Linked DNA regions of Mus musculus: regions 1, 3, 4 and 5 are each linked to region 2. The links are chromatin contacts, called in public HiChIP or PLAC-seq and promoter capture Hi-C maps. All regions are on one chromosome and are shown on one strand. Each heading gives the region's core, a stretch centred on a gene start, on an enhancer-like site or on the middle of the called end of the contact. The rest is flanking DNA. Distances are from core to core; before and after follow the strand shown. Region 1 holds the start of Usp53 (ubiquitin specific peptidase 53). Region 2 holds the start of Abcd3 (ATP-binding cassette, sub-family D (ALD), member 3). Region 3 holds the start of Mettl14 (methyltransferase like 14). Region 4 holds the start of Snhg8 (small nucleolar RNA host gene 8). Region 5 holds the start of 4933405D12Rik (RIKEN cDNA 4933405D12 gene).

The links. HiChIP or PLAC-seq counts read pairs in DNA pulled down with a chosen protein or histone mark. Capture Hi-C pulls out chosen DNA fragments and counts their contacts.
Region 1: a contact with region 2 is called in an H3K27ac HiChIP or PLAC-seq map of thymic regulatory T cells, with 6 times the contacts expected there. The contact joins the promoter of Usp53 here to the promoter of Abcd3 in region 2. A contact is called at or near these places in 1 of 39 promoter capture datasets (pre-B cells) and 1 of 115 datasets of contacts at active chromatin or transcription factors (thymic regulatory T cells).
Region 3: a promoter capture Hi-C map of adipose tissue shows a contact between it and region 2, with 2.7 times the contacts expected there. The contact joins the promoter of Mettl14 here to the promoter of Abcd3 in region 2. A contact is called at or near these places in 2 of 9 other capture datasets (adipose tissue and liver).
Region 4: a contact with region 2 is called in an H3K27ac HiChIP or PLAC-seq map of double positive thymocytes, with 7 times the contacts expected there. The contact joins the promoter of Snhg8 here to the promoter of Abcd3 in region 2. A contact is called at or near these places in 2 of 484 Hi-C or Micro-C datasets (B cells and double positive thymocytes) and 2 of 115 datasets of contacts at active chromatin or transcription factors (double positive thymocytes and regulatory T cell precursor).
Region 5: a promoter capture Hi-C map of liver shows a contact between it and region 2, with 2.9 times the contacts expected there. The contact joins the promoter of 4933405D12Rik here to the promoter of Abcd3 in region 2. A contact is called at or near these places in 2 of 39 promoter capture datasets (cranial neural crest and frontonasal cranial neural crest) and 1 of 9 other capture datasets (liver).

What each region holds. Positions count from the first base shown.
Region 1 is chr3:122,982,840-122,986,529 of GRCm38.p6, reverse strand. Usp53 (ubiquitin specific peptidase 53) reads left to right here and starts at 2,083. Exons shown (of 16, transcript NM_133857.3): 1 at 2,083-2,248.
Region 2 is chr3:121,812,864-121,816,772 of GRCm38.p6, reverse strand. It overlaps Abcd3 (ATP-binding cassette, sub-family D (ALD), member 3), which reads left to right and starts at 1,471. Exons shown (of 23, transcript NM_008991.3): 1 at 1,471-1,764. The coding sequence starts at 1,655.
Region 3 is chr3:123,384,473-123,388,188 of GRCm38.p6, reverse strand. Mettl14 (methyltransferase like 14) reads left to right here and starts at 2,199. Exons shown (of 11, transcript NM_201638.2): 1 at 2,199-2,427. The coding sequence starts at 2,362.
Region 4 is chr3:123,506,398-123,510,527 of GRCm38.p6, reverse strand. It overlaps Snhg8 (small nucleolar RNA host gene 8), which reads left to right and starts at 2,192. Exons shown (of 1, transcript NR_028574.1): 1 at 2,192-2,976. It overlaps Snora24 (small nucleolar RNA, H/ACA box 24), which reads left to right and starts at 2,462; the gene lies at 2,462-2,591. Prss12 (protease, serine 12 neurotrypsin (motopsin)) reads right to left here. Exons shown (of 11, transcript NM_008939.2): 11 at 3,926-4,130. The coding sequence ends at 4,001. It also overlaps the pseudogene Gm9369.
Region 5 is chr3:122,921,163-122,925,379 of GRCm38.p6, reverse strand. It overlaps 4933405D12Rik (RIKEN cDNA 4933405D12 gene), which reads left to right and starts at 1,264. Exons shown (of 6, transcript NR_046036.1): 1 at 1,264-1,317. It overlaps 1810037I17Rik (RIKEN cDNA 1810037I17 gene), which reads right to left and starts at 983. Exons shown (of 2, transcript NM_024461.2): 1 at 724-983. The coding sequence starts at 920.

The DNA.
Region 1 (3,690 bases), core at 834-3,333, 1.2 Mb before region 2:
GGGTTTTGGATGGGAACAGCAAATTGTTTGTTAGCTTGTGGCTTTGCTTCCCAAGGTACTGGTATAAAAAGGCTATGAGACATACACTCCCTGCTGGTGTGATAATAACCAGCAGCCCTCCCATATCTGTCTCTTGCATCTTTTCCCGATCTTTCCTATAATCCGCCTCACTCCCCAAAGGACTGTTTTGATTTCATAGCAGCCAGACTCAACTATGCCCTAGAACTTCAGTGAAAAAAAAAAAGATAGTTCTTGCTCTCTAGGGCTTAGTTAATATGCAATTGCTTGTCAGACCTCCTCATGAATGTTTTTATAGGTAAAAGACTTCGCCTAACATCTAATTTTGCCTCAATCTCTTAGCTGCTTTTTCTCCTTGTTGCATTTCACAGTACCCCACCCCATCAGCCATGACTTACCACACCTAGCTATAATGACTTCCAGGAACTACTGGATCCCCGCTCCTCTGGACAGAAAGTTGCTACTCCTACCAGTCCTCAGAGGCAGGAATTTAGCCACAGGGTAGTACATTCCTCAGTCTGAGTTATCAGAAAGAGGTATGCTGGTACTAGGAAGTGCTGGGCTTCACCTAGATGATCTAGTGTATTCTCTGACACACCAAAGCTACTCCCTTGTAGGAACCCTTAACCAATGTGGTGAAGATGGTTCCTTCATAATTTAGGTCTGCTCACCCAGGGACTGTTTGAATCTAACCCCCAACATTCACCTCACATCGAGGAACAGTAATTCTGAGTTAATACAACCACACTGTGACCTTCCTAACTACCATTTTTTTTTTTTCCTGGGGGAACAAGGCGTTCAGATCTTGTTACGTCAAGAGTAGGACATTAACATAACTAAACCTGGACTGCTTGTTCCTTGGTCTATTTTTAAGACATATTTAAGGCACTCATGTAAAATACATCCGAGAATACACAATATAGCTGAAGGGGAAAGAGGTGACAGAAGATATATTAAACAACACCTCAAAACAGAGTGCACCCGAGAGGAAACAGTATGGTGCCAATTCTTTACATTTCTAAGAGCTGGTTTCTCCGGCTCCTTCCCGTCGAGGTTTTAATGTTAATGTTGAGGACGGCGTCTATGGCTTCATGTTACTTCTTTTATGTGGTACATAATAAATTCTCACTGATCCCGGGTCAAACACAATAACCTCACTGCATGTCACCCACCAACCTGCAGGGTCTCCCTCATGCGATTTCTTCAGGTAAACTGGAGTCCCCTTTGAGTTTATCTAAGTCAACTTTTATGACTCACGCCAGCTTTGGAAATGTCTTCCAAACCTACATCTACCTTTTTGAGTCATCTTAATCATCAGCCAGGTTTTTTTTTCCCCCCTTTGTTTTGTTTTTCCTTTTAATTATCATCCCAAATAAAAGTTTCCCAGACAAAGGCTAGTCTGGTTCGCAGCAGCAGCAGCTTGCAACTCAAAACCTGCTCCACATCGCGGAGAGGATGCTGCCAAAATTTCTGACAAATACTAACTGGGTCAGCGCGGTTATGAAGACGTTCGTTTTATTAGTGGTCACGAAAGCCCCACTTAGGGAAAATACATTCGCGCCAAAGGACACCATTCAACTGCAAACAGACCGTACCGACTCCCTAAGGGGACCGCCGGGGTGCCGACCCAGCAATGGCTGAAACCCACAGAACCCCGGCTCAGATCCCCGCGCATCCGCACTCAGGCTGCAAAGCCGCCAACCAAGGCGGACGACGGCGGGACGCCCGCGTCTGCCGTGGAAATCCGCCGCAGTCCCCAGCCCACCACGCAGCCGCTCGCCGATCCGCCACGTCCCGTCTCACAGCCCGCCCCGCGCGCCACCCCCGCGTCGGGGCAGAAGCCCGAGCCCTGCTCTCGCGGGATCTCGCGCCTCACACAAGCCCTCGGAAAGGGAGCATCACCCGCGGGAAAGCCGGGAACTCACGTGCGGGGGCGGGGCGGGGCGGGGCGAGACGAGGAGGCGGGCCCGGCGCAAGGGGGCGGGGCGTCCTGACGCGGGGGAAGGCGGGGTCCAGAGACCTGTTGATCGCAGGTGTCACTGCCCAGACCGGCCCCTGGGTCTTGGGCGTGCGCGCATGCTCTGCGCGGGTCTGGCGGCTGAAAGCGGCGGTGTGGCCGTCTGTCCCTGTGCGTGTCGCTTTGCCTGTCACGACGTTGTGGGTGTCGGCGCGAGGCGGAGCCGGGCCAGTGGGACTGGAAGGGCTACGGCGCCGGGAGGTAGAGCTTGGGGTGAGTCGCGGGAGCCCCCGCTGGGCAGAGGGCGGAGGACTCTCGGTCCCCACGGCCTGGCCCCGCTCGGGCGCGCTAACCCGGGTGGCCGCAGGCTGAGGGCGGGATTGGGCCGGGTCGGGATGCGCTGGCCAGGCTCCTGCGGTTCCCGGTGCAGCCCCACAGCTGCCGGAGCACTGAGCCTTCACCAGGGCTCCAGCGTGATTGGCGTTCCTCCTTGGCGGAGCAGACTGGATTGGATGTGATAGAATCTTGGCTTGGTTGGTTTCTCAGTAGCTGGACAGACGGACGGAGTTAATGTTTAGCTTCTAAACGGCGGTTTACGGTACAATTACCAAACTACTCGCCGGCGGCGCGGGGGAACAGGAAGTGCCTGCGCAGGTGTAACCGGGAGGATGTGAAGCCCTGCAATCTGAGCCTGTTTTGAGGTTTTGTTATTCTCCTGGGGTTTGTTTTCTCCGTGCAGATCCCGATAAATGCTTGCAAAAACGTACTGCACGTCCTTATCTGCTTGCGGTCTTCCATAGCTGGAAACATATTCTTTCCTCCAAATATATTTTCAAGGCTACTTTTGAGGTACATGGGCAGTAAACCTAAGTTCTCTGTGGTGAGCCCTGGAGCTTGTTTAAGACCAGGCACGCTGATTTTCACCTTTAAAAGGTGGAGCCAGTGCTGACACGAAGTTATGATAGAATGGATTGGTGACATTGATAACTTGTCAGTTTTATTTTCTGTTGTTTTCAATTCTGTGTCGATGATGGTCGAGGCAGAGATCCCTCATCCTATTCTGTTAAAGAAAAAAGGAAAAAAAAAATAGTGAAGAAAGGGTCTTCAAAAGTAATGTGTGATTTATCTGCTATTGTCAGAAGAATTCCTAATAGATTTTCTGCGGGCAAGAGTTGTATGGAAAATAAGGTTTTTGACTTATCTTTTAGAGACTTTTAAAGTGAGCTCCTTTGGACAACTTGCTATAAACTTACAGAAGTGATTTGTTTAGTTTGTAAATCGAATCAATGTATTAAGTATTTTTCCCAAAGGATAAAAAACAAGAGACCCTCCAAACAAGCCTTTTCCTTAGGATTTTTTTTTTTATTTATAAAGTTGTCTATCGAACTCATGATACGTGGCACTAACAGTTTATTACTTTAAAGGCGTCACTTTTTTTTTTTAAATAAAAGTGCCATTTTAGTGGTAGGACACATTTTCTACTTATTCTTGCCCTTTAGTAAGAAAGCACCCCCCCCCACACACACACACAATGCCCTTACAGTTTCACTATGTGCTCTGATTCAAAATATTTCTTATATTGTTTAATTTCAGAAGTTTATTTTCACTATGTAGTGTCGAAAAATGCAGTTTTGGTGTACAGTGGCTTAGAAGTTTGTTTTAACAGAATAAAGTTTAAAAATGACAAGAAATCTGATCTATTTTAAGGGGTGATG
Region 2 (3,909 bases), core at 222-2,721:
AGATGATGTTTTCAATCAGTTTTAGGAACTCTCCTTTCATTATTACAAACTCTTCTCCCCCAAGTTTCCAATGCTTTTATACTGCGCTGCAACTCACTAGTGAAACAATGCCTACCCAAGTCCTCCCACCTGCTAGCAGACTCCTTTGGCCTTAGGGTGTAGCTTTGACGTCATCCTATTTGTCAAGTGTTAAGGAAAAGTTCTAGGAAAATTCTAAATTCTCTTATTGGTATTCTCATAGCACTTAGTTCACTTCTCTAAGCTGACACTTAAACTCATCCATATTTTTCTTCATGTTTTTCTTCTGCACCAGCCTCTGGAGAATAAGGGATTGATTGTTCATACTTGTATTCTCTGTGCCAGGCATACCTAATTACCTAAGTGATTCCCAGGGTAATGGGAAAACACACAAACGGCATATGGAGGATTTGGTACAGGCTCTACTTCTGCGTAACTTAGACTTTTGACGATTGTTGAGCACCTGCACACAGCACACACCACGGTGTGTGGTCTTTGCCATTCTCATAACCATTTAACCATTCACACAGAGAAAACACCTAGGCATCACTGTTTCATTGGTTCCTTTTATGCGTAGGCAACATTTATATATTTTGTGAGGTTTTAGAAGCTTCCTTTCTGACACTTGCTTCTCGACAGTTTCTTAAACTGAAAACAGCCATTCATTAAGTTATTGTGCATGCGCTAGACTAAACGCTAGGGATAACACTTTCTGCATGATAGGGGTGGGACAGGAGAAGAATGCTGTAATCTGTAAAGTTCGTCTGCTTCTGGGAGTAAGGCCAGCATTAATACAACGCACGATTGTTATTTCTGAATGTCCCTTTGCAAAGAACAGAGTTTCTCAAACTTTCTTTGACCAGACCTAACATAAAGAAATACATTTTTTTATCGCCATCCTTGTACATATCTACCAAAAAAGAGTAATTGTTTCTTAAAACTCCTTTTTGTCACGCACTCTGAGCTTTTTCCCACTACATTATTTTTATAAAAAAATTAACAGAGTGGTGGACCCGTCCTCCCAAACCGATTTTACAGAACTAGAGACCTAATCCACGGCGACTTGAAATAAGATTATCTGATTGTAGTCTTTCTTTTCCAGGTCTCCCTTCACTCCTTAAGTTGCAAATATTGACCTTTTTAGTGATGGGGCCGTTCCCCTCCTCCCCCGGCTTCTTTAAGAGGGTGGTACCGACCCATCCAGGGGGTGGCGGAGGGGCAGGGCCCACGGAGTCCGTGGCGCAGGCCCGGCCCGCTCTTCCAGTTCTTGTGAAAGAAAGCTAGGGTGTGTGCAAGCAGAGATCGCAAGGCCGAAGCGTGGGCTGCTGGAGACCGGCGCGGAGGACTAGCGTTGTCTGCCCGCCGCGTTTCCGGCCGAGTCCGCGGGGGTCCGCGCGTGCGCAGAGCGTCCCCCCGGGGAACGACCCTTTCGATCGCCCCGCGCCCGCGCGCGCGCCCGGGAAGCCAAAGTCCACGGTGGGCTCGGCGCGGCGGCGCGCGCCAGGGGGCGTTCCCGCGCGGCCGGCCCCGCCCTCTCTCGGCGCCGAGCTATCCTCCCAGTTTCCCCCGCGGTTCCTGCACTGAGGTTGTCGCCGGCGCGTCCCCTATCCCGCGGCTCGCTCGCCCTGCCGGTGCCATGGCGGCCTTCAGCAAGTACTTGACGGCACGGAACACCTCGCTGGCGGGGGCCGCGTTCCTGCTGCTCTGCCTACTCCATAAGCGGCGTCGCGCCCTCGGCCTGCACGGGTGAGGCTCGCGGCCGCGCCGCCTTCCCCGGGCCCGAGCGGGGAGCTCCGGGCGCGCGCCTTGCCCTTCTCTCCCAGGTCCCGAGCTGCGCGGGTGCCCGCGGAACCGGGCCAGCGGTCCCGGAGCCCTGCGGCCCTCAGCCTGGCGGCCGCCGCGCAATCTCAACACCACGGGAGGGAGGAGGACACGCCGCGTCCCTGCGCCCCCGCGCCCCCTCACCATCTCCCCGTGCATGTCAACTTTATGGGTGCATTCTGGTTTTGCCATCTCATCGCCACTGAACGCTAAGGTTTGCGTTCGTTCGGGATGGGCATTTTACTCGCCAGCTCGACTCCGGAGTAGTGGCGGTGGATAGTAGCCAGGGGCGTTCCTGGGGTTTTCTGGGTCCAGTGGGCACGATTTTCTTCTAAAGCGGTGCCCTCTTTTTCCGGAATTGGTCAGTGAATGCCCTCATTTGGAAAGGTTGAATTGGCTCAGCGGTGTGTGGAGGACAAAGTTTCCTCCGTCGACTTTATAGGTGAAAGGTGAAAGTGTGTTTTAGGTGAAGATCACTTGTTAATTACACCATACAGCTACCTGCCTGGAGAGAATGTTAAAGTTTACTTTGAACTTTTGGGAGATTAGGAAAGAAGGGAGAATTGAGTTCTGGGGGTGGGATTACAGGCACAATTTTAACTTCTTGTCGCCCATTTGATTTCAGCGAGCGACAAAGAAAAGGTTACTTCCTAACTAAGCATTCTTACTAGTGTTTGGATATTTAGTGTCCAATCTTAGAATAATGCTTTCATGCATTTTATTTCATCAACCCTCTGGGTAGGTACTATTTATTGTCTCCTGCTTTTGGTTTGCTCGGACTATCTTATTATTAGAATTTGGCCTAAAATACTAGCAGAGAGCTCCATGTATCCTTTCATGAAGTATTTTCTGTCTTATCTACTTTGACTTGCTCATTGGCTGCAGCATTGGCCCTTCTCTTCCTAAATCAGCTTTACAAAATAATGATATGCCTCTCCTTCACATACTATTCGTCCTTTTTAAGGGTTCTTGGAGGGGGACGATTAATTTGAAATATTTTTCTATTAGATCGTGCCCTTTCTGAACTCTCATTTGGGATTAGAAGTTATCAGTTACTTGGAATGTGCCGATAGAACATAGTAAATGCTTTACATTTAATTACTTGAATTAGTCTTTGTAGGGAAGCGTTTCAGCGCCTAGAGTAGGTATTTTAGTAGTGAGGGAACTTGACTGCTAACAACTCTGACTGATTTAAAAGCAGTTCTCAAGCCGGGCATGGTGGCGCACGCCTTTAATCCCAGCACTCGGGAGGCAGAGGCAGGCGGATTTCTGAGTTCGAGGCCAGCCTGGTCTACAGAGTGAGTTCCAGGACAGCCAGGGCTACACAGAGAAACCCTGTCTCGAAAAAAAAAAAAAAGAAGAAAAAGCAGTTCTCTTTACTGGGACACTGTATACATACAGAAAACAATATGCAGCATAAATGTCAGGTTTGCAGGTAAAAGACACCTGTGTAATCAGTGCCCAGATCAAACAGCAGACTGTTATCAGCACCCAGAAAACCCCTATGTCCCTCTCCAGTCACAGTCCAAGCCAACAGCTCTACTGGGAAATAATAGCAATAGAGGTGACATGGTATAACACAGTTTATCTTCCTAAATAATTGAAGCTGTTCATCTGCCATTCAAAAAATCTTTTTGAGAAACTTTGTGAACTTTCTGAAGATAGAATTATGCAACAGGTAGTTTACTGAACAAAATAGAGTTGCTGATCTTTCATTGTCGGATGAGTAGCAAAATCTTTGCTTTAGGCATTAAACATTTTGAGGGGTGAGGATGCAGATTATGAGCAGATAAATTCAAAGCATACATTATTGAGATAAAAATGATTGAGCTTACATAAGTCACTACTATATAACTACAGGTTATATAGGCATATATCTAATAATATTAGAACATGAATATATATATACATATATATATATATATATATACACATACACACACACATATATACACACATATATATGTATTAGATACTTTGTACTTTCTTATCTTTCAGTCCCTATCTTTGGTTTCACAGTCTGGAAGTTCTGTTTTACTGGCCTTTGGGTCCATTTGGTAACAGAGCTAA
Region 3 (3,716 bases), core at 950-3,449, 1.6 Mb before region 2:
AAGGGACATGTGGGGTGAGCAATAGGGGTCCGGAAAAGACTAGAAGGTGGAGGGTTACAATAATCCAAATGAACTTAATGCATATATAAAACTGTCGAAGAGGAAAATTTTTAAATCATGTTTAAAAGTCACACCTTCTGATGTTGGGAATTAACTTTCATCACATATTTTTGGAAGAAATTAACACATGTAAGAAATGATGGGAAGTGTTCTAAGTATACAATATCTAAGGTATACAATATCTAAGGTATGCAATAGGCAGCTGGATATACAGGTTTGGAGATACCATTCCTCAGGGGCTTGGAGGCAACAGTGCAAATTGTGTGAATCATCAGTCTTTTAAACAAACTGCCTACAAATGGAATTGCTTCCCTAAAGAGTCTGAGTTACATATGGGCTTTGTTTTCATCTCCCTCTTATCCCACTCGCACACACTTGTGATCCTTACCCTGAGATGAACGGATGTACAAACAGGCATGTCAGAATCTACAGGTGTACTGATGCAGTCTAATTTTTTAAAACTTCAGTGGTGGGGAGATTTTAAAAGTCATATCCCTTTGTAAAAAATCCAACAATTCTCTGATGGATCTCATTGACTTCATAAATACTGTGAGATAGTGTGGATCCACTGGTTTTCAGCCCCACTTCATGCAGGAGATCCCAGTTCACATAGTTATTTTAAATGGAGAACATGTATTGGAATAACAGCCTAGAGCTGATGGGACAGAAGGAAGGAGCCGGCATGTTCATATATTTTTTGATCTTTGAGCCTTCATAGACTCCAGAGCTCAGCACAGTACTTGCTATAAGAAATGCTCAGTGAATAAACATCTAGTCCCGGCAGTCATAATTATCAAATAATATAGCTAAGTCTGAAAGAGATATACCTTAACACTATATAGTCAAAATAATTTACAGAAGACTTTTTGAAAATTAACGTTTTTGTCATATAATTCTACTATTATGCAAGGAATTTTTGCTTGATTGTTGTTTTTGAGATGGGGTTTCTCTGTGTAGGTCTGGCTGCCCTGAAATTTGCTCTGTAGACCAGGCTGGCCTCGAACTCAGAGAACTGCCGGCCTCTGTCTCTCGGGTGCTGGAATTAAAGGCATTCGCTACCGCTGCCCGCTCTGTTTGTGTGTTGTTATGAATGACAGGGTTTCACTACGTAACTACCGCTGTTTGCTTGCATTTATTTATTTATTTATTTATTTATTTATTTATTTATATGAATGAATGAATGAATGACAGGGTTTCATTACATAGCCTAGCGCTGCCCGCTCTGTTTGTGTGTTTATGAATGACAGGGTTTCACTACGTAACTACCGCTATGTTTGCTTGCATTTATTTATTTATTTATTTATTTATTTATTTATTTATTTACTACGTAACTACCGCTATGTTTGCTTGCATTTATTTATTTATTTATTTATTTACTACGTAACTACCGCTATGTTTGCTTGCATTTATTTATTTATTTATTTATTTATTTATTTATTTATTTATATAAATGAATGAATGACAGGGTTTCAGCGCTGCCCGCTCTGTTTGTGTGTTTATGAATGACAGGGTTTCACTACGTAACTACCGCTATGTTTGCTTGCATTTATTTATTTATTTGTTTGTTTATTTATTTATATAAATGAGTGAATGACAGGGTTTCATTACATAGCCTAGGCTCCAAACTCCTGGGTCCTCCTGCCTCAGCCCCCCAAGACCCTCTTTCTCTGTTCTTATTTATTTATTTATTTATTTATATAAATAAATGAGTGAATGACAGGGTTTCATTACATAGCCTAGGCTCCAAACTCCTGGGTCCTCCTGCCTCAGCCCCCCAAGACCCTCTTTCTCTGTTCTTTTACAAAAGCTCGCTAACTTGCCAAGGTTACTGAGCGGCGATCCAGTCCTTCACAAGCCGGTCAGTATTGCAGTGAAAGAAACCCACAAGCATCCCTCAAATATTAAAAAGCCAGGACTGGCAGGCGGACAATTGGTTAACGGGAAAAAGAAAAACTTCTTTTATGAGCAGGAAAAACAAAAAACAAAAAAACCGAGCCTAACCCTTCAGGAAAGACTTTAAGCACTAAGAAGATAGCCAAAAGCGGCTCCTCGCCCTCAACCACCACTACATCCCCATTGGGTCTCGTCGTGTGACATCATATCTTCGGCGTCCTGGAGGCGGGACTTCCTGTTCAGGCATAGCCTGTTTCAGGCGCGCCGGAAACTTCCTCCTGAGGGACGTGAAAGTCTCCGGGTCAGAATCTCTGCGGGGCGGGACCCGGTGTTTCCTGGTTTGGCAGGTGGATTTGCATTTTGGCGGGCGCGGAGTCTGTCGGGGTGGTGAGCAGCCGAAGCTGGGGCATGGATAGCCGCCTGCAGGAGATCCGGGAGCGGCAGAAGTTACGGCGGCAGCTCCTAGCTCAGCAGGTGTGCGGCGGGTGGGAGGGAGCATTAGTGCGCGTGCGCGGCCGCCTCTTTTAAAAAAAATTTTTTTTTTTTTTTTTTTTTTTTTTTTTTGGTGAACTCTCACATCAGCATCTGTCAAGGTCTTTGTCCCGGGACTTTTATTCCCTAGTCTACTCGAGTGCCTGTCAGAGTCATTACGTAGAAAACCAACCGCTGCCAGGCTTGGGCTTTCTGTCCCCACCGTGGCGGGCACGGACTTGAGTGGTGGGGGTAGACTTGGGAATTGTCGATGAGTGCAGTGCTAGTAGTTGCTACAAGAGCAAGTGGCAGTTTTAGCCCTTACATTTCACCGTCACTGTTGAAGCAGTGTTTCATGTCTTGCCTTTCTCCCGCGTCAGCTTCAGATTCTTTATTTTTTTTAAGATTAGTTTTTATTTTAAATTATGTGGGGTTTGTCTCTCTGTGTGTATATATATATGTGCACGTGAGCACAGCGCCAGAGGTGTTGGATCTTTCTGGAGCTGGAACTACAGGTAGTTGTGAGCCTCCTGGTGTGGGTGCTTGGGACTTGAACTCAGGTCCTTTGGAAGAGCAGTGCATGTTCTTAATCTTTTCTTGATATTGGTTTTGAAGGAAGTTTGATTATTTTCTTGAGATCCTGTCGAAAGACTCATTGGAAGCCACCTAAGTTAGAGCAAATTTTAGATTCTGCACTTAGAACACAGTCTACCTTCAACCAAACGTTTGAATCCTTACTTGGTAATTTATTAGAGACAGGAGGTGTTACGTTCACTAGTACATTAGGACTAGGTTTCCAAATTTTAACGTTTTTCCCTAGCCAGCCCTCACCAGAGAATTCTCTAAGATTCCTCTCTCTAGAGATTACTTTTCAAACCTTTCGCTTTCATTGAAGCTAGTGAATGAAGATGTGAGTGCTTGCCGTTTAGTAGACCATTCATGCAGGGAATACATACTACAAGTTGTTTTACTTAAAAATCTCAGGCTGTTTTCATTACACCATACAAATCAATATAAGTAATGGAGGGAAATGCTCAAAGCTTGAGTGAGTAAATTTTAGATTTCCAATGAGTCTTTCTCGCCAGGATCTCAAGAAAATAATACAAACTTCCTTCGACACCAGTCTCGAGAATGTGAAGGTGGGCTAGAGAGAGAGGTGGCTCAGTGGTTAAGGTAGAGCGCTGTCATTTCTCATTGCTAAATCTTGGGTTCCTCAAAGAACTTTCTGAAGGAATGACTCGTATTCTGAGATGAGAATTACAAATAGAGAATCAGACAATGCTCTAACTATC
Region 4 (4,130 bases), core at 943-3,442, 1.7 Mb before region 2:
ACGTGGTTGAGGGCCGCAGGTCTGCCTGGATGGTCATCTCGAGCATTGAGAAGAAGACCGACACCTCCAACAAGAAGTTGCAGCTGACCAAGGACTGTCAGGAGAAAGTGGAGTTGGAACTGAGGTCCATCTGCATCACGGTTCTGGAATTGTTGGGTAAGTATTTAATAGCCAATGCAATTAATCCAGAGAGTAAGGTCTTCTATCTGAAAATGAATGGAGATTATTTCCAGGATCTTGCTGAAGTAGCTTGTGGCGATGATGGAAAACAAATGATAGAAAATTCCCAAAGAGCCTACCAAGAGGCATTTGATATAAGCAAGAAAGAGATGCAACCTACACATCCAATCCGCCTGGGGCTGGCTCTTAACCTTCCTGTATTTTACTCTGTGATCCTTAATAATCCAGAGCTTGCCTACACACTGGCTAAAACGGCTTTTGATGAGGCTATCACAGAGCTTGGTACACTGAACAAAGACTCCTACAAAGACAGCACCCTTATCATGCAGTTGCTTAGAGACAACTTAACATTATGGACATCAGACAGTGCAGAAGAATGTGATGCAGCAGAGGGGGCCGAAAACTAAAGGCATCCAGGGCACCAACCCCCTTCCCCTCAAGAAGACCTTTTTACATCTCCATTCCTTATTCCACTTGGATTTCCTCTAGCAAGAAAGCCCATTCGTGTGTATGGGATCAACTGTTTATATAGTCTTTTCACACTGCAGCTTTGGGGAAACTCCATCCCTTGGTTTGTGTTGTCTCCTCCTTCCTGGTGTGCAGTTACTGCTGTAGAAAAGTATCAATAGCTTCATTTCATGTAAACACGAGTAACTTCCAGACACGTGAGTAGAGGACTGACAGCACACTTGGTATTTAAGTAATCTGAACCGGTTCTACAAGCGACTGTGTTTTGTATTACTGCGAAGATATGGAAAATGTAGTGCATTGCAATTTAAAGTAATGTTAGTACTTTTCCATGCAAATTTGTGTACATGTGAGAGGGTATCCATTTGGTTCAGTGATTGTTCTTTAGAGAGTTGTTTGCTAATCATTGACTGTAGTCCCCAAAAAAGCCTTATGAAAATGTTATGCCCTGTGTAACAGCAGAGTAACATAAAAACAAAACTACATTTTGTAAAATAAAAAACCTGACAGGTGCAGACAGGCACAAAAGAAAAACCCACGGAAAGATGCAGGCTACCATCTACTGGCCAGAGAAGGAAGGCCCTTAATCTCGGACTTCTCAGCTCAGGACTAATACAGACCATTCTTAAGGACACCCTCAGAAGACCATCCAGAATGTAAATGAAATGTTTGGGCAACGCGCCGCGGTTACTTGAGCCTTATGATGAACTAGTTCTTTCAATTCAGTAGTGATTATTTTAAGTAAAATGAGATAGTGGGTGAGCGAGCTGAGGTTCACGAACCCCTCTAGGTCCTTCAAATGCGAGTATTGTCTCCAATGAATTCGTTCCTACTGACTCCTGCACGGTGTTGCCCTAACCGCACCCTTCCCAGCCTGTAATGATCACAGCTTTCTAACTAACATTCTCCATGACGACAACTGTCATCTCCATACTCCATCACTAAAGGCCCTCTATTCTGTCTCATAGCGGGCTGCACGCGGGAGTGAGATATGCCTTCCTCCCGGAAAAGCCGAGGGCCGGGCGGGTCTGCTCGCACTGCCCAGGCTTCCCGTTCTCCCGGTTCGAGAAACCTTCCGGCGCGCTGTGTCGGGCAAAAGTGAGATCAGATCAAAAGGGCAAGCGGAAGGGCGCAAGCGGAACCATCAACCCCGATGGGGGCAGAGGAGCCGCCAACAGCTCTCGGGGACAAAGGGCCGGCGCCATAGGAAGTGATGCCGGGGGAGGCGGCAACGAAGGGACCTTAGACTTTGGGTCCCAGAGAAGAACGCAGCCAAGAAGAGAAAACGCGCGCACCGCCAGAGCTTCAGCCACGAGACTTCTGACACCGCGAGAACTGTGGTTTCAGCTCGGCTTTTCCCCGCCCACCTCCACAGCCCGCCCATTCCTGTGACGCACGCATCGAATCCGGGCCGCCTGTACACCAATCAAAGTGACGAGGCGCGGGAGAGCTCGGAATGGGCGGGAAAGCCCCGCCCCTCGCGCGCAGGCTCTTGGGAGAGCGTCACCCGGGCTATAAAAGCGTGCGCGCACCGTTCAGAAGTCTCTTTGGCTGCGATCCGCCTACGAGTATGTAGTTGTATGGTGGGGATGATATCTTGGGCCTTATTTGTGAGTGGCCGAGATGCGGGAGACACAAGGTGGCTATGGTGCTGGCCGAAAGCCATCAACTCTGCAAGAGCGCCGTGAAGGTTAGCGCGACGACCACCATGTAAAGCCGATACGGTGTTGGGCGGCGTGACGCAAGTTCGCCACCGCTGGGTCGGATGGTGAGTGACACCTCTGGGGTTACACTAGATTTTTGGGCTGTGAAACTCCATGTATCTTTGGGACCTGCCGCCTGTGGCAGTCTCCCTTCCTAGCCATGGAAGAGCATGTTCTTGTTATTGGCAAAGCTGTCACCATTTCATTGGTACCAGATTCTGACTTGAGCAAGTGACATTCTAAGATTGTAAGAGTCTACACGACGCTAGAAAAATGGACTTCAGTTTTCTAAACTAGTATTGAAATATTTCTAGGAAACGCCGGGACCCGTTGCTGTTGAACAGTGGAGGAAGTGTTAAGGTAAGATTCATTTTTGTGGTGTTTTCGCGGTTCTGGGTAGTGAGTGGGCCTTTACTGTTAGGGTGAAGTTTGCTCTTGTGCTGACATTAACATAAGTAAACAGCCCGTAGTATAGTCACGGATATTCTGTAATGGGCCTTTTTTTTTTTCTTGCAGGTACTGTAGTGGTTGAGATCGTCTCTGGTCAACTTACAGGGAATCTTCGCTTTTAATTTTTGAAAATTGAATATTTTATATTAAATAAAAGATGTTTGGTGTGTAATAAGACTGTGTCCTGTTTCTGGAGGTTGTGTGAATTAAGAGTTAACGATACAGGAGACATTTGCGCAGGAAATAACTGGGTTAACTAGGCTTCCAAAGAAGATAGGTTTGATTGTTACAAAGGTGCAAGATAAATGTTGGCTTGGAACATGAGTGATTAATAAGCCACAGACGGTTGCCCTTAATGAAAAGTATCTTTTGCTTGCTGCTCTCCAAGCCTTCTAGTGTGTGCCATTCAACTTCAAATCTCCAGAAGCCAAGTATGTAACACCAGCTAGGGGGTGTGTTGTGACAGGTGCTGAGGGGATACTTGTGACCTTAGAGGCTTTTGTGTCTGGGATTTGAGGTACTGAGACTCACACTCAAGAGTATGATAGGCCTTATTTAGGGAAGCTTAGGAACCAGGGGGTGATTCCTCTGCACAGAGATTATTGGGATCCAAATTCCCACCAGATGTCTCTGGGCCTTCATTCCTATTTAAAAAGGGCTGCTGTAAGGTCATGGTTCCACAAGTGGTCAGTAATTTGTATGGCCTCTTAACTGCTTGCCATTTCATGTGTTAGGCTTTCTGGTACATAAGGAGAGCCTCTTTAAAACATTTGTCAGGTTAGTCTCAGGAGATCTGAACTTACTTGAAGGTACCAGTAGATGGCGTACTTTTTCATGGTTCAAAAGGCAGAATTCAAGTTTGACATCTGCCTACTGTTCTAGAGAAATGATTTTGATAGTGAAGATTTGAACTTAAGAAAATGATGTGCTGGTCTTAGTGTAGGTAAGATCAAAAAGGTTAAATGTGGGCACCTAATCAAGGTTCCTAGCCCAAATTTTGTAGATTTAAAAATTAAAACTAAGATTTGCTAGAATTTCACCTTACATAAAAATTGTAATAGGCAAGGATAAGACCTGTACCCCTGAACTACTGGGTTCTCTCAAATTCAAAGGAATCGCAGGCTTGTCATTTCTGGCATGGTGCCAAGTATGAAGACTGAATGGTTACTGTTTTACTATTTTCTTGAGCTTTCCATAAGTTACAGACTGGTGACACTTTTTATCCAAGGTACAAAGGCGGGGACTCTGGTATAAACTCCAGGAGTGTCTTTGACTCCACATCCATACCCCCAGGAAGTCACCCCATACACAACCCAGGACTCATCAGGC
Region 5 (4,217 bases), core at 15-2,514, 1.1 Mb before region 2:
TATTGATAAGGAAAACTAAAGGCCTACATTATTAAGTCATGAATTTTCTACCCAGAGGTGAAAATGAGATCATTAAAAATAACTAAATAATAAATCACTGTTCTTGAAATGTCTATACCAAAATGACTTAACGAGTTTTTATCAAAAAACTGTTTATCTTTTCAAACCCCCCCCCCATTCTCTGCCTTCTAATTTGCCACAAAACCGAAAAAATGAGAGCCAAAGAAACCCAAGATACTCCATTCTTTGACAGATGTAGGACTGGGGATACTCTGGAAGATAATACGCGTTTATCTGCATAAGTTATGGACAAGTTAAGTTTACAAGGCTTGCTTTGGGCTAAGCATTTTAAGCAGGCGCACAACACTCAAATCACTTTAGATATAATCACATTTAACCTGTCATGCTCTATTTTTTATTACTTACGATATTTATTTACTTTTATTTTTATTAGTTTTTAGTAATTATTTTTTATTATTTACGATAGATCTAATTATGGGTATAGGTTTCTAACACTTAACAGTTCGTTTGTGGTGATGAAACAGACAAATATGGGAAGTCAAGTTTTCTCCACACTCCTCTTGCCACTGGGGTGTCAAGGAAATCCATTTTCGCTCTTCCAACTCCGCCATCTCTAGCTGCCGTCCCTCCCTCCCTCTCCGAGAAGACTGAAGCAGCCGCCAGCTTCCTAAGCTCTTCAACTCTGCAACTCAGGATACTCACCAGGGCAAGAGGTACACGAAGACGAACAAGGCCAGGTCGAAAAGGATGAAGAGCCAGAGATCCAGCCAGTAGGAGTGTTTCGGAAGCCCGTTCATCCCGGACTGAGGTGCCTCATCTTGGTTCCTCCTTCCAGCTTCGAACGAGCCCCTCCGTTCCCGGACACCGTCGGTACCAGACGCCGCCTGGCTCACCTCCATCTCCGCGTCGTTTCACTTCCGCGCAACTGAGACCAAACCTGAAGACCGCTTCGCGCCCAGTCTAGCAACCAATTCCGGGTAACCCCGCCAATCGACTAGGCGCCCCGCCCCCGCCGCCGCGCCCCGCCCCGCCCCCGCGTCCCCGCCTTCCGGACTGCGCAGGCGTCCTCCCTTTCTAGGAATTCGCCTTCTTCGGCATTCCCGGGAACGCGCAGACTCCGCTGGGCCGGCTGCTCTTGGCGCAGGCGCTCTGTTCCACCACCCCTCCTCGCCCCCCGAACTTGGCGAAGGTGTCTGCCCCGCCTCCCCGACCGCACGCATGCGCTCTGTGCCCCGCCCCGTTGCTTCCTGGTGGGGTGTCCCCTTGCGGTGTTCAGAGGTGGTTTCTAAGGTGCAGGTGAGCTCTCTCACGTAGCTCAAACGCTGCCTTGCAGGGTGCATTACTGGTTCTCCCGGTTTCTGGGATGAAAACTGTCTCAACTCCTTTTCTCTGAGATGATGCCAGAACTTCAGGAACCGCCTCAAAGGATTCCAGCCTTGCCCACCCACAAAAGTAGTCTTTTTATAAACATGAGCGTGTGGGGGGATGTTTTTCTTTCTTCCTCCCTTCTTCCTTCCTTCCTTCCTTCCTTCCTTCCTTCCTTCCTTTCCTTCCTTCCTTCCTTCCTTCCTTCCTTCCCTTCCTTCCTTCCTTCCTCCCTCCCTCCCTCCCTCCCTCCCTCCCTCTCTCTCTTTCTTTCTTTCTTCCTTCCTTTTAAAAAACTAGATCGTGAGATTCTCTGATAATAACTTTGGAGACGACAACATTGTGTGACAATGTAAAAAGGTTGGCAGACCCCGTAGAATCATCTCTCCAATACACGTAAACTTTTTGGTTTCTTACATGTTTGGGAAGTGTGTACAGTTTGAGAACTTTGGATGATTTTGTACAGACTTGAGCGATTTGCTCATAATTTTTGAAACAGTTTTGATGAGGTGGACGTTGTAAGGGTCCATGATTCGCTGAAGAATGATACTCCAGACTCAAGTAGTTTGTAAACACACAGAGTGTTTTATTTTGTCGAAGTCCAGCATGCTGGAGTCTCCCATTACCAAGTATGCTCGCTGCACATTGGGGGAATTCTCGGATAGATGGGCTTTGTCTTACTCTTATCTCGGGCATTCCAGAAGCATAACCTTGGTGTGGTGGCTAGAAACTTGCCTGAGGAATCCTGGGGTAGGTGGCCTTATCTACTCTCTCTTAAGGACATTCTGAAACTATTGCCTGGGTGTGAGGGCTGAAAACCCATTGTCCTTGCTTCAGGCCAGGTTGGGTTTTTTTTTTTTGGGGGGGGGGGGGTCGTTTCTGATGGTAGGGCACTTTCTGACTAGCTGCCTGAAGCCTAGGATTTTAGGCCTAATCCCAGGAACTGCCAATTAGAAGTCTGTCATGGAATTAGCCTGTCTCAATTACAGTCACGAATTTTCAGAAGGCTCAGATAAGGTAAAGCGTGGAATTTACATAGGTATTTCATGGGAGTATTTTAATAAGCCACTCAACTCTATGTCAGAATATCCTGTAACCATTAGATAAAAACCTGTTGGAGTCTACTAACTTAGCAGCCCACTAACTTATACCAACCAAGTAGCCCTGATAGCATCGTGGGCTTACAGAAGAGCTTTCTCCTTTCCTAAATCAGCCTTTCTAAAGTACCCACCAGTGTATTTTGGGCTTGCCTTGTTTTATTACTTTCTTGGTTCTGTGAAGCAATTTTAAAAACTTCACGAAACTGTTTCCATGTGGGAATATGGAATTGGGTAACAGATATAGATCTGTGTCCCCATGGCCATTCAGGGTGGCTCCTGAATAAACTGTCTCTTTCTTTTAAGATGAGAGCTGTAGTTTTTGCATGGACAATACGAAAGTTGGTTATGGATTTAGAAAATTAGGGAACAAAAATAACAAATTATCTAAGGTTACTAAAATAACCAAAAAGTGAACTTTAATTTCAATATCTTAATGCTATTGTTGTGTCAGCTAGCTAACTGGGCTTCAGTTCACTAGTAGGTCATACAGACAAAGATAGCATGCAGCTGTAAAGAAGAACACTGTATCCTTTGCCTTGCAGGTTGCAAGAATGAGAGCCATTTCCTGGGGATTAATCAGATTGTGTGTTAAGGTTCAAAGCTCTCCACACAAACCACTTAGACTCCAGTCTCAGTTAAGCAAGAATAGTTTATTGAACACACACCCCGAAGACTGATTGATCAGGGTTGAAGCCTCCGCTCGGGAGCTAAGACTGGACCTTGAACATACAAGGGCCAGCTTATAATGGAAAAAGAAAAACAGTAAACACATACACAGCATGGCAGGGAGGTTGGCTCTGACTCGGGCTCTTTTGGCTGTCTAGACAGAACCGTTCTGACTGACCTTTGTTCTGGTTCGTCCTAAGCTTTGTTCTGATTGGAGCTTATGATTGTAGAATTTCTTAAGATTTCAAAAAAAAATCTTAAGAAAATACAGAACGTTGCATGGTATGTGGGCAGCATGACCCTGCTCTGAGCTATGCTATTTTTCTGCATCAATAACTGGCAGGCATGGGACAAAAAGGCTAGGGCTATGCTGGGGGAGCAGGCTTCAGCAGCTTGCTGTAGACAGATTTCTCTCCCTTTGTGGGTTAGAAGTTCCCTGCATCGAATTAACATTGAGTGTTTACAATACTTAAGAAAAATAAATGGAACTGTTGATTCTTTCAGAGGTAGATCATATGTCCACTGGCAAGGTAAGACCACTTTCTAATTATTGAAATAGGACTGAGAAAACTTGAATTTATTAAAATGGAAGTAGCCTGACATCAGGGGAAAAAAAAGACTCTGAAATGTTTCCAAGTACCCCTGGTCCTGAGTTGCGTTTCCTGCCTGTGGAGGTGTTGGTTTCCTTGATCTATCCAGGGAGGATAGGGCATGCCTGGGCGCTAAGTGAGTGGTACCCGTGTGGAAGCATTGTTTCTGTGGGGATAGTAATTACTGCAGATAGACAGGGGCATTTATGTTGAATTCAGTTGACGGATCCTGCACTTCAGACTTAACTGGCCTGCTTCTTGAGTACTCCTCATAATAGCAATGAATGTAGAGTGTGTTGCTAAAGGAATGCTGTGCCACTTGGTTAAAAGCTTAGTAAGACGAGGACTGGCTTAGCTGGTAAAGACATTTGCTGCCAAGTTTGAGGCCCTGCATTCAACCCCCATGACTCCCAAGGTGGAAGGAGAGAACTGATTCCCACATGTCCTCCCTTGCACGAGCATGCATGGGCATGTG